Linked DNA regions of Siniperca chuatsi: region 2 is linked to region 1. The links are chromatin contacts, called in public Hi-C maps. All regions are on one chromosome and are shown on one strand. Each heading gives the region's core, a stretch centred on a gene start, on an enhancer-like site or on the middle of the called end of the contact. The rest is flanking DNA. Distances are from core to core; before and after follow the strand shown.

Evidence for each region. A called contact is a pair of places that touch in the nucleus more often than the background predicts.
Region 2: a contact with region 1 is called in a Hi-C map of liver, with 2.9 times the contacts expected there. The contact joins two enhancer-like sites. A contact is called at or near these places in 2 of 3 Hi-C or Micro-C datasets (liver and an unstated tissue).

What each region holds. Positions count from the first base shown.
Region 1 is chrLG8:14,059,203-14,062,181 of ASM2008510v1, forward strand. All of the region lies in intron 1 of tsc22d3 (TSC22 domain family protein 3), which reads left to right. Among protein-coding and RNA genes, the nearest start is that of tsc22d3, 17 kb to the left of the region's middle. Within about 2 kb of position 1,534, the one cell type or tissue checked has an H3K27ac peak away from gene starts, as active enhancers do. A contact at or near this core is called in liver, where this site is marked.
Region 2 is chrLG8:14,120,115-14,123,290 of ASM2008510v1, forward strand. No RefSeq gene overlaps it. Among protein-coding and RNA genes, the nearest start is that of tsc22d3, 78 kb to the left of the region's middle. Within about 2 kb of position 1,672, the one cell type or tissue checked has an H3K27ac peak away from gene starts, as active enhancers do. A contact at or near this core is called in liver, where this site is marked.

The DNA.
Region 1 (2,979 bases), core at 284-2,783:
AATGTGGATGTTGTAACGTAAATGTGTAATTGGATTTATAGTGGAGTCTCTGACATCTGCTTCCCATCACACAGTCGTATCCTTAATTAAATCTACAGTACCTGAGTGGCATTTAGTACAATTTAAGCTTTCTGAAGTGTTTACCTCATTTTGAAAGTTGAGAACATGTTGGGCAACCTGCTCACGCCTTTTGTTTCATCAGATGTATTTAAGTATACAATAAACTTCTAAGCTAAATCAAGAAAATATTTTTTTTTTCTGTGAAGGCAGGAGCAGAGCTTGGCAGAAATTGAATGTAATATAACAGCCACTCTGAATTACAGTTTACAATATGCATGCTTTTAAAAGGCCAAATCAAACTCTGACTTTAGTGTAATGAATATGGTTTCCTGTTTGTTACTGTTGCGTCCAAATTTCCAAACTCTCATTGGCTTCAAGTGTTCCTGCACAACTGGAGAGGGGCTATGTGAGAAAGACAGGAAAGAAAGAAATAAAAGAACCAAACAAACCAACAAAGAAAACAAAGGAACAGAAACCTCCGAACATATATATTTTTTGTGTGTGATGACATTGCAGTTTTTCACAGTGAGTCACAGACCAAAAAACAAAGCTGATTATAGTCGCATTCTATTGCATACAAACGTGGCTCTTAAAATCACTTCAACATAAATAAGGGTTAGGCTTGCCAGACTGAAGACCTGTTTGGTCCCACAGGCAGACAGCAGTAGCAGAATGAAAAAGTGGACCTGTTCTGCCAAGCTCTTTTTCTCTCTCTGGATGCCTTTCTGGCAGACAAGAGCCCGCGAGAGAGAAAGGAAAAAAATGAACGTATGTGCCAAGTTTCTGTGAGTCTGTGATTTTTTTTTCTGGCCGTCAGAGAGAGAGAGAGAGAAAGAGAGAGAGGGAGATGGAGAGTGAGGCACTAGCAGACTGAAATGAGCGAAAATAACAAGATGCATCCTGTCTAACGCTTCACTTCTGTCTTTGTGTCACTGTGTTTAAAAGAGGCAGTCGTACCATGGAGCGGCCTGGGACGGTCGTATCTGGTGGGGCATTATGCCTCTCTCCCCTGCCATCTTATTGTGCCATCTTGAGGAGCAATTATCACCAGTGACATTAAATGACCTCTTTCTGCATTCCTTCCAGTATGGTGTCATGGAGAGGAATGAGTCACAGATCATCATTATGTTTGCGTGCTTTGGTGTTTACACAGTCTGGGATTAGGCTAAACAGCGGCCCTCTGAAAACATGTAGATGCTGCTGGAGCCAATGCCAAAAAAGTGTGGGACTCTGGGAGGAATGTTGACGAGTGCTGAAACTCTCTTTCCCTCCCTTTCTTCATCTGTTCCTCCCAACTGTCTCCGGCTCCCTCTCTTGTGCATATACTTGTGCACACACACACACACACACACACACACACACACACACACACACACACACACACACATGCAGATTCCATCCAGGCTGCCATCCACGTCCCTGACACAAGTCTTTCAGGGGCCTGCAACGCACACAAAGACCTATTTATTACTAGCCTGAATACATGGTGTCATATAAGGGGAAGTGGAGCCTGCACCGCTCCGGCAGTAAGAGAGAAAAGAGGGGACTTTATGTAACACTCGAGGTTACAACCTCTCAGTACTTGTGAGCCAACGGTGAGGAAGTTAGTTGGGGTCAGAAGGTTTTTCTTGCATCAGTAAGGACGTCTTTTGCTGTGGAAGAGCTCAAGCTGCGCAGGAAGACAGTTGACCCCCTATACATCTATAGAGTCATAGCTCGGTGTTCAGCACAGGTCACCCTAAACAAGTCAAGAGAATACTTTCTAGCGGCACAGATAAAATGGATTCCAAAGAAAAAAACATGGATGTAATGAATGGGTCATATGTTTTGGAAAAACAAGCCATAAATTAATCGTAGTCATCTGTGAGGTGCACGACTCTTTTCTCTCCTTCTCCTACACATTTCCATCTGTGTTGGCCAACCCTAATGTTTTTACTGATGCATCACCCTCGGGCTTGTTTAGCATAATTTAAGCGTTGCTTTGCTGTAGGCTACTCTCATATGCCAGGTCACGATGTGTGGGAAGTGCACATACAGAATAATACTGTTACAAAACTTTGCTTTTCCTTTAGAATGTTGATGAGTTGTAAGGATTCTTTGGGCCAGAATTTAAAGTTAGAACAACTGTTGTAGCTTATTTAGCATATAGTGGCTTTGAGGTTCATTGTACACATCTGAAATCAATAGCTGAACTGCATGCAAGAAAAACAAGAAAGACATATCTGTCCAAATAAAGTCAATTTACAGCAAATTTAGGGCTGGTATTTAGGGCTTAGTTTTCAATTTCAAAAACAGACTTTCCTAAATACATAAAACAAACAGCAACTAAGACAATGTTATCAAACTACATGCCACATGATTTAGCATTTGGCAAATAAATATTATGTAGTTTAAAAATAATGTTTTTATAAAATAGAATCCAGAAATTTCCAGTATTTTTTACATGATTTGACAAAAAGTTAACAAACCACACTGCCGGCTCACACCTATGTGCATGAGGGTAAATCCAGTTTGCAGTTAACATATGGGTATTGAGGGTCGTCTTGGGTTGGTGAGGTCTATAGGTGAATGTTCTGACACTCCAACAATAATAATAATAATAATCTGTAGGTCTACTGTAATGAATGCTCCTCCTGTTCTCACCAGAGGTTGCATAACAGACACAGTGTGGAAATGTTGGCATAACACTTGCAATCTTTCCATGCTTTTTTCAGGATTTTATCAGTAGAATCATCATTTTGAATTGGAATTAATGTGTTGTTATCTGATCTATTTAGTGGTCTGGTGTATTTCTAGTGCTCTTTTTGTTCATGAGCCCACTTCCTAGCCCTCAGGAGGGAAAGGATGCTATTGTAGCTTATATCAGTGGGAAATTCAGAGAAACACCCTGATAAAAAACAAAGTCTCTTGCTATTATTC
Region 2 (3,176 bases), core at 422-2,921, 61 kb after region 1:
AAGATTAGTGGAAGTTGGGGAAGGAAGAGGAAATAACAACAACGTTTTGACTGATACAGGCTTTTGAAAGCTGATGTGGCACTAACTCTGTACCCAGAATAATTAACTTTACATTTATTTAAAGGTTAGCTCTTGAAGACAATTTGGCCCACTGCTAATCTATTCAATCGTGGAGAAAGCGCTGGGATATATTACTAAATTTCAAGTAGGTTGTATTTACAAAAAATACATATATTGAATGAGAAACTTTTCTAATAGTAGGGTGGACAACCTGAATGGCTAATGTCTAATAGAAGAAATGACTGCTGAATGTATTAGCAAACTGATATATGGGTCTAACTCGGCTAATAGTTTCTTCAGAACAGAGAAAGCAGAAAGGGCAAGTGGCATTGAGGCGTTATGTGCTGGCTTTTTCACGTGCACAGAGGCATGGGCCAGTCCACATGGAGCAGACACTCCTGCAGAGTCAGTGGTCTAACTTTTCTCTAGGTGTAAGGACAGGACATTTCATAAATGACCAAAACACTCTTGAGAACCTGAATCAGAAACATTGCCTAAGATTTCACTATGCTTTGAATGCAACATGTTGGTGCAGAAAATACTGATAAATAATGCTGACAAAATAAAATAGAAAACATGTAGAAGACATGATAAAATAAAGATGAGTTGAACAGACATAACACCAAGAACATTTAAAAATGTGACTTACAGTATGTTTATTCTTTTTTTCCTTACCATTTTCAAGATTTTATCTGAACTAATGTGCCTGTTTTAGTCAATAGGAGAGATAGGATGTAAGTTGCATTGTCACTTGCAAGTTGGCAAGTATTTTGCAACAGATTTCAGGGTGTGGGAAAATAAATCACAGGCTACCTTGCACAATTTTTTCCAGTCCACAGTTGCAGAATGATTGCCTTTGGTAAGTCTTATTTCTTTTCAACCTGAACTGGGTTTAAATAAATGAATAAGTAAATAAATAGAAAATCTCAGGCACGGATGCACTTATAGAGGTTATGGCAAATGATTTTAATCTAAGGACAATGGTGCAGTTCTCTAGCAAGTAGGTCAGATTCACTCGTGGCTCCTCAAAGGCAGACATGACCTATTACAGAGATTTCACATATAAGTGGGAAGCACAGCACAGTGCATTAGGCAAGCACAGTGAACTAAATGTTTGAAAGAAATTCACTTTCACACACTCACGGTATGCCAGCTGGAGCACAAACCCTGAACCACAGCTCCTTAGAAATCCAATAGAGAGTCCAATGCATGGCCACATGAAATATACTTCATACTTGGCCTACAGGCTGATATGATCAGGGAGGTGGCTGAAAACTAAGAGTAAGTTTACCTTCTTCACCTACTGACCTACAGACCTGAGAACTGGTGTACTCAATCTGACTGAGTGTGGGAGTAACTGTTTAAGGCATGCAGTGTTATACACACAGTGCTTTTTCAAACATTTTGAGTGTTTTACAAAGAAGCTCTCAGGCGAGTGCAGTATATTCACATTGTTTGCATTTACTATTGACTTTGTGTACTGTACGTCTCAGAGTTTATCTTATGTATGAGTAATGCATGCAGAACATGAATGCATGTGTGCATCTACTGTACACACATAAAAACACACACTTATCTGGTTTTATGATGTTGTAATGTTAGCACTTCACTTTATAAATTAAGCACAAACACTGCAAAGAAACTGTTTCATAACCTCACCAGCAGGACTGTACTGCTAACAGCAGGTAGATTAGGGACTAATGTTTGCCCCCGCATGAGGTGTTGTGACCTTGTTGCCAGTTTGCTGAAGTTACATAACGCCCCCAGACAGGTGAAAAAACAAATGACCAATTAATAGTGTCTCCCTGCAGAGCAACAACACAGCCTCTGCTATGACAGTCCCAGCCAGTCAAGACCAGTGCAGCTGCAGGTGAGGACAAGGTTTGTTTGTGTGTGAAGTGTACGTTTTGGAGTTGCAGATTCCATGCAAGTTTGGATGTGCGCACTCAACTCCACATGTGTATGTGAACATAGTGAAGCTTACAAATATGCTCTGCCTGCTTCGGCTTACATAACACCACAAATTAATATAAACCAGATCCAGAATGCAGTGCACACATTTTTTAATGACACAACAAAGTTGAAAAATAATGAATGCTAAACAATCCGATTTCAGACTCTGTCTACAGCAAACATCAAAATTTTTAAATTCTCCCCAAATCACACAGGTCACACAACCTTTTTTCATCCGGAATATTTTTAATTCTGCAAACCTCAAAAGAGGAGGAATAACAATTCTTATATGTTCTTATTTGCATGTTTGTGCCCTTATATAGCCTACTGTAGAGTATGTGCATATGTGACCCTGTGTGAGTTTATTTTCGTGTGGCGTGGCTCATCTGCCATCCCAGCTGAGAGCACAGCATGGCCGAGCAGAGCGAGCCGACGCCCTCCTCAGGCAGGGGTAATCCTGAGGTGATGACATTTCAGTCTGGCTTCACAGGTATGACTAGAGAGAACTGCTTCTGCATAGGTTTGAGCTGAGGTTATACAATATTACATAGAACACATGCCTACCATGGCCCATTTGCAAATGTTGTGGCCCTAGGCACATTTTTAAAACACTACCTCTGCTGTAGCATAATGCACCAGTGTGCTGTTATAAAACAATTCAGCAAGCGGTTATATGCCCCCTGGAGAGTATGCATGCATGATTTGGAGGACTGTGGTCGCCTTTAACATGAACTAAAGAAAAAATAAAAGAAACTTTTCAGTGTTGCCTGAAATGTTCATTTCAGTCATTTGCATGTTATGAAACAGTGTCAGAATATTCATATTGTTTTCATATTATGTATTTTCTCATTAAGGTAATGCAAATAGGTTAAGATGTTGCCAGTATTCATGTAGCAAAATGAAAGAGCTACCTCACTGCTCACAATCTTTTTCATGTTGGGTCTGTGCTGTTTTATAGTACACTGTTATACTGAACATGAAGTGTGTTTTTTGAACTGGATGCCAACTGCCTGACAAATTATAGCCTTTCCACTTCCCCAATGGTTGTTCTGGCACAAAGGCAGTGGTTAAACAAAGTTATACAACAGCAGACAACTAGGGTTTCTTTATGCAGGAGTCTAAATTGGGCTCTTGGGGATTCAGCGCTGTGAGGTGATAGTAAA